2 separate regions of the Macaca mulatta genome follow, and region 1 is linked to region 2. The links are chromatin contacts, called in public Hi-C maps. All regions are on one chromosome and are shown on one strand. Each heading gives the region's core, a stretch centred on a gene start, on an enhancer-like site or on the middle of the called end of the contact. The rest is flanking DNA. Distances are from core to core; before and after follow the strand shown. Region 1 holds the start of ESYT2 (extended synaptotagmin 2). Region 2 holds the start of NCAPG2 (non-SMC condensin II complex subunit G2).

The links. A called contact is a pair of places that touch in the nucleus more often than the background predicts.
Region 1: a contact with region 2 is called in a Hi-C map of liver, with 2.8 times the contacts expected there. The contact joins the promoter of ESYT2 here to the promoter of NCAPG2 in region 2. A contact is called at or near these places in 2 of 14 Hi-C or Micro-C datasets (blood and liver).

Annotation. Positions count from the first base shown.
Region 1 is chr3:198,262,115-198,264,901 of T2T-MMU8v2.0, reverse strand. It overlaps ESYT2 (extended synaptotagmin 2), which reads left to right and starts at 1,398. Exons shown (of 23, transcript XM_015135385.3): 1 at 1,398-1,874. The coding sequence starts at 1,401. DYNC2I1 (dynein 2 intermediate chain 1) reads right to left here and starts at 2,528. Exons shown (of 25, transcript XM_077997833.1): 1 at 2,356-2,528.
Region 2 is chr3:198,134,366-198,137,065 of T2T-MMU8v2.0, reverse strand. It overlaps NCAPG2 (non-SMC condensin II complex subunit G2), which reads left to right and starts at 1,341. Exons shown (of 28, transcript NM_001258148.1): 1 at 1,341-1,360.

The sequences.
Region 1 (2,787 bases), core at 149-2,648, 130 kb before region 2:
ACTGTGAAGATTAAGAAAAAGGAAACCACTTCCATCTCTTGCTTGGGGTTTACTGCCCTTGCCTGGAGTTGAGCGTTTAGACTCTGCAATGTTTTACCTATGTGATATAATCTCCACATACATATGCACACAAAATTTTGCAGACACAGGAATGAGGGGAGAGAGATTCCCATGAAAAGGTGACCCTGCTTCTTCTGGGCATTTGTTTACTCATTCAGTACCTGCCAGTGCCCTACTCTGTTACAAATTCACTGAAAATTCCCTTGGAATTCACTGAATATGCTCAAAAACAGTCAAGTAGGATGTTCTTTGCTACTGTTTGGCTTGAAGTTTCCTTGAAAGAGATTTCAAAACAAATATAATTATCTCGATTGAACTCACCGGAAAATAAAGTGATCAATAGTCGTGTTTTTGAGTTAACTGAAAAATGATCTCAGGAATCACAGGCAAGGCCCAAAATTAGTCGTCTGAAACAGCTATTAATAGTTGGCCACAGTATTAACACCTTTGGCGAAGCCGCGTGGTGCCCGGGGTGAGTTCCCGGGTGTCAACAGCGTCCCTTGGGCGCTTGCGGTGGTCTTTGCCCGGCACTACCACACCCCTCAGGGAGGGTTTTTGGGATTAAAGGCATCTTAAAGCCAACTGAACTGTGTGAGAGTTGTCAGGCTCACAACGGAGACGTTCGTGTTTAAAACCCTGACAAGCAAGGTGGGAAGGGCCACAGAGGCAGCGTTCTCCCGCCGGAATGCCGGATAACAAGACCATCCCGAGAGACTGCGCAAAAGCCACAACCGTGCACACTGGCTACGCAACCTCACACCGAAGAAATACTGGAGGACTCCCGCCAGCAACGCCCGTCTGACCTCCGGCGGGCGCCCTCGTCACCGGTCCTCGTGGCCGGGGAGTTACCGCAAACAGGGCCGCCGCCCTCTCATCCCCCCGCCACCCCGGATGCGCTCAGCGGCCGCGCACCCCCACGCCTGCCAGCAGCTCCCAGGGCCGGTCAGTCTTCGGGTTTGACGACGGCAACTTCCCGCGCCTCGAAGAGCGCAGCCACGCACCCGGAAGCCGCCTCGGGAGTCCCACGCCGCGGCGCGACGCCGCGCCAGAACCGCCCGCGGGCTCCGAGGCCACCGGCGAGTGGGGAGGGTGCCCTGTGGGGCTGGGGCTCGGAGAGGACGCAGGCGCGCCCGACCCACGCAACAAGCATTCTCCTTCCCGGTCCCGACTCCCGCCAGCCGAGACACAGCGCCCCGCGTGATGACGTCGTGCGCCTGCCCCGCCCACTCCAGTAGTCATCGACCCAGCCCACGGCCCGCCTCGCGCGATGACGTCACATCCACCCCGCCCACTCCCGGTGACGTGCCAGCCTCAGGCCCACGCCGCTCCCGCCCCGCGTGATGACGTCGCCGTCCCGGGAAGAGGCGGGCGTGCGGCGGAGCCGCGTCCCCTCAGAGGGGCGCTGGCGCGGGGCTGAGCCGCCCGGGATCAGCGCGAGCACCCAGCCCGCCTCGGCCGGGAGGGCAGCGCGGCACGGCGGGGCGATGAGCGGCGCCCGGGGCGAGGGCCCGGAGGCGGGCGCCGGCGGGGCTGGGGGCCGCGCGGCGCCTGAGAACCCCGGGGGCGTGCTGAGCTTGGAGCTGCCCGGGCTGCTGGCGCAGCTGGCGCGGAGCTTCGCGCTGCTGCTGCCCGTGTACGCGCTGGGCTACCTGGGGCTCAGCTTCAGCTGGGTGCTGCTGGCGCTCGCCCTGCTCGCCTGGTGCCGCCGCAGCCGCGGCCTCAAGGCCCTGCGCCTGTGCCGCGCGCTGGCGCTGCTGGAGGACGAGGAGCGCGCCGTGCGCCTGGGGGTGCGCGCCTGCGACCTGCCCGCTTGGGTGAGTGCAGACCCCTGCCCGCCCGGACCCCTGGCCCCCGGTCCCGATCCCTCCTCGTTCAGGCAGGCGCTCCCCTTCCCGCGACCTGCCGCCTGGGCGAGTTCGCAGACCTCAGCCCCGCCCCGACTCCCGCCTTCGTAGTCCCCCACCCACCCCGGTCCAGGCAGGCGCTCCCCTGCCCGCGACCTGCCGCCTGGGCGAGTTCGCAGACCCCAGCCCCGCCCCGACTCCCGCCTTCGTAGTCCCCCACCCACCCCGGTCCAGGCAGGCGCTCCCCTCCCGCCTGGGCTACTGCAGACCCCAGCCCCGACCCCCGGCGCTGTTCCTGCGACCTGCCAGCCTAGGTGACTGCAGACCCCGCCCCGACCCCCAGCCCCAACTCCCAGCCTGTCCACGCAGGCGCTCCCCTGCCCGCGACCTGCCCACTCGGGCGAGTGCAGACCCCAGCCCCGCCCCAGCCTCCGGCCCACTCCCTGCGAACCTGTCCGCCTGGGGCCGCCGCCCTCCGCTCCCGCCCGAGTCCTGAGTGCTCCGTGCCTTCCCGCCGTCCGAGTCGGGCGTCCCCGGTCTCCGCTTCCCCGCCCGCCCAGGCTCCGGGTCCTGGGCGCGTCTGCCCTCGCTGTCCCGCGCGGCTTCCTGGAGACTCCTTCTCACAAAGCCCGTTTCCCTCCCCCGGCCTGCGGACCCCGAGCGCCAGCGGCAGGTACCGGGCGTGGCGCCCCCTCTTCGGCCGCGGCGCTGCCGGAGCGCGCGCTTCCTTCTGGTGCCGCCCGCGGGGTCTCCTTAGGGGCCTGAGCGGCCGGTTCGGCTCTCAGAGCGCCCAGCGCGATTCTCGTGCTCCTTCCCAACGCCCTGCCGGCCTGGAAATGCTCCAGGTGGCTTCAGCTTTTCCTTCTCTCGGTTTAAAAAAAAT
Region 2 (2,700 bases), core at 92-2,591:
AAGGAGATGTCTGTGTATGGAGGGAAGAGGTCAGAGGTGGCTGGAGCTCCAGGATGAAATAGGCGATGTTAGATATCGGCCACCTGTTGACAAGGGTCCGAAACTCGGCATGCTCTGAGTGGGTCTTCTCCCTCCCCTCTGCAGCCTGCCTTGCTTCACTGTTGCAAGCTTCCCAGTAAACCACTCTTCTCCCTGCTATAATTTTATATTGCTTGTTGAAACGATATTCCAACAAGTAATATAAATATTTTTGATACACTAGCCTAAATAAAACATATTTAAAAATCAATGTCACCTATTTATTTTTTTCTAATGTGGTCACTAGAAATTTACAATTGCACTGTGGCTCCCATGATGTTCCTACTGGGTGGTGCTGTGCTCCCACAGTGCAACGACTTCAATCTCGCCGAGACCTCTGGTTTGAGTTCAGCCAGGAAAACAGATACCACTCTAGACATCTCAAGCATGAAAGAACATAGCACCATGGAAGGCCAAATCCTCACGAAGGGATGCAGAGCTCGGTGGTAAAGAGCACCATTTTCTAAGAATTTGCTTTCAACAAAAATTGGGAACGCCCAATGAAGTTATTCGCTGACACAAATTAAAAGAGATTGATAGATCAGTATGTGCCTTTGGCATTTAAGTCCGAAGAATTAAATGACATTGCTACTCCTCCTTCACACGGGTGCCTTCGAGGGTCCCCGCTAAGGCCTCTCGCTCTCCACCCTATGGGCAGCCTACCTGCCGGGGGTGGGGGGGTGGGAGTTCTGCGGGGGAAGCACCTGCCCAGGGCGCACCTACTGGGTGCAGGCCGGACAGGTGACCCCTTGGCAGGGAGGGCGGTCACGGTAGCCGGCCAGGCCGGGGTGGGGTCCTCCCGGGGATCCAGACACGGCCCTGTGGCCTCTCCCCGCCCCAAACCTTTCCTTCCTCTCCCCGTCTCTCCCTTCCTCTCCTTCCTCCTTCCCCCAACACCGCCCGCTCCCAGCGCCCCGCCCTCTCCTGGACCGCGCACTCCCTCCGCGGAGGCCCCAGGACGCGCACAAGCTCGCAGTGGACGTCGGCGCGCGCACCGTGCATGGGTTCCCCAGCTGTGGCGCCGCGCGTGCGCGTTCCGTGGTGCCCGGTAGGGCACTGGGAGGCGGGGCATAGACAGGAGGAAGACCGGCGGGCATGTGGGCGGGGCATGATCTGGAGGCGGGGCGGAACGGGCGTGTGGGTGGGGCCCGAGGATCGCGGCGCCCCAGCTCTCGCGAGAGCGGCGCTGGGTGACGACCGGGAGGGCGGGGCCCGTCTGGGGCGCCGGCGGGTGCGTTTGAATCTGGTCCGAGCGCGGGAAACGGCGGGTCCCCGAGCCCAGGTGAGAGCTGCGGTGCGGAGCCGGGATTGGGTTCAGAGCAGAGGCTGGGAGGTAGCAGGGATCGGGCGGAAGCCCCTCCTCGGCTGGTCGGGGTCTCGGCCTCCACTTCCCTAAGTGGGCTGCCGACCAGCGCGCGGGCAGTGCTGCGTCTGACGGGACCGGACGGAAGAGGCGACCCCGGGCCATCCCCCCTTCCCAGCTCAGCGACGCCCGTCCTTCCTGTCCGTGTCGGAGGAAAATCCCAGCCCCGGGCGCGGGCACTGCCCTCAGAGAGAGTCCCCTCAGCCCCAGGCGCGGGCACGCCCTCAGAGAACGAACCCCCAGCCCTGAGCATGGGCACTGCCCTCAGAGAGTGTCCCCTCCGTCCTGGGCATGGGCACTGCCCTCAGAGAGGGTCCCCTCAGCCCCGGGTGCGGGCACTGTCCTCAGAGAGCGACCCCCCAGCCCTGAGCATGGGCACTGCCCTCAGAGAGTGTCCCCTCCGTCCTGGGCATGGACACTACCCTCAGAGAGAGTCCCCTCAGTCCTGGGTGTCGGTACTGCCCTCAGAGAGAGTCCCCTCAGCCCCGGGCGCGGGCACGCTCTCAGAGAGTGACCCCTCAGTCCTGGGTGTCGGTACTGCCCTCAGAGAGAGTCCCCTCAGCCCCGGGCGCGGGCACGCTCTCAGAGAGTGACCCGCCAGCCCTGAGCATGGGCACTGCCCTCAGAGAGCGACCCCCCAGCCCTGAGCATCGGCACTGCCCTCAAGAGAGTGTCCCCTCAGTCCTGGGCCTAGGCACTGCCCTCAGAGAGTGACTCCCTCAGTCCTGGGCATGGGCACTGCCCTCAGAGAGTGAGCCTCTCCGTCCTGGGCGTGGACACTGCCCTCAGAGTGTCCCTTCATTCCTGGGCCTGGGCGCTGCCCTCAGAGAGTAAATCCCCTCAGTCCTGGGCCTGGGCACTGCCCTCAGAGAGCCACCCCCTCCGTCCTGGGCATGGACACTGCCCTCAGTGTCCCCTCAGTCCTGGGCCTGGGCACTGCCCTCAGAGAGTAAATCCCCTCAGTCCTGGGCCTGGGCACTGCCCTCAGAGAGCCACCCCCTCAGTCCTGGGCATGGGCAGTGCCCTCAGCGACCCCCTCAGTCCTGGGCATGGGCACTGCCCTCAGACAGTGTCCCCTTAGAGAGAGTCTCCCTGAGCCCTGGATGTAGGCACTTCCCTCAGAGAGTATCTCCCCAGCCATGGACATGGGCATTGTCCTCAGAGACATCAGTCTCCTGAACTCTTGTTGCTGGTTTGGTGCCTCTTGTTGTGTCAATGAGGAAGGAGTTTGGGGACAGAGTGGAAAGTCACGGGTAGTG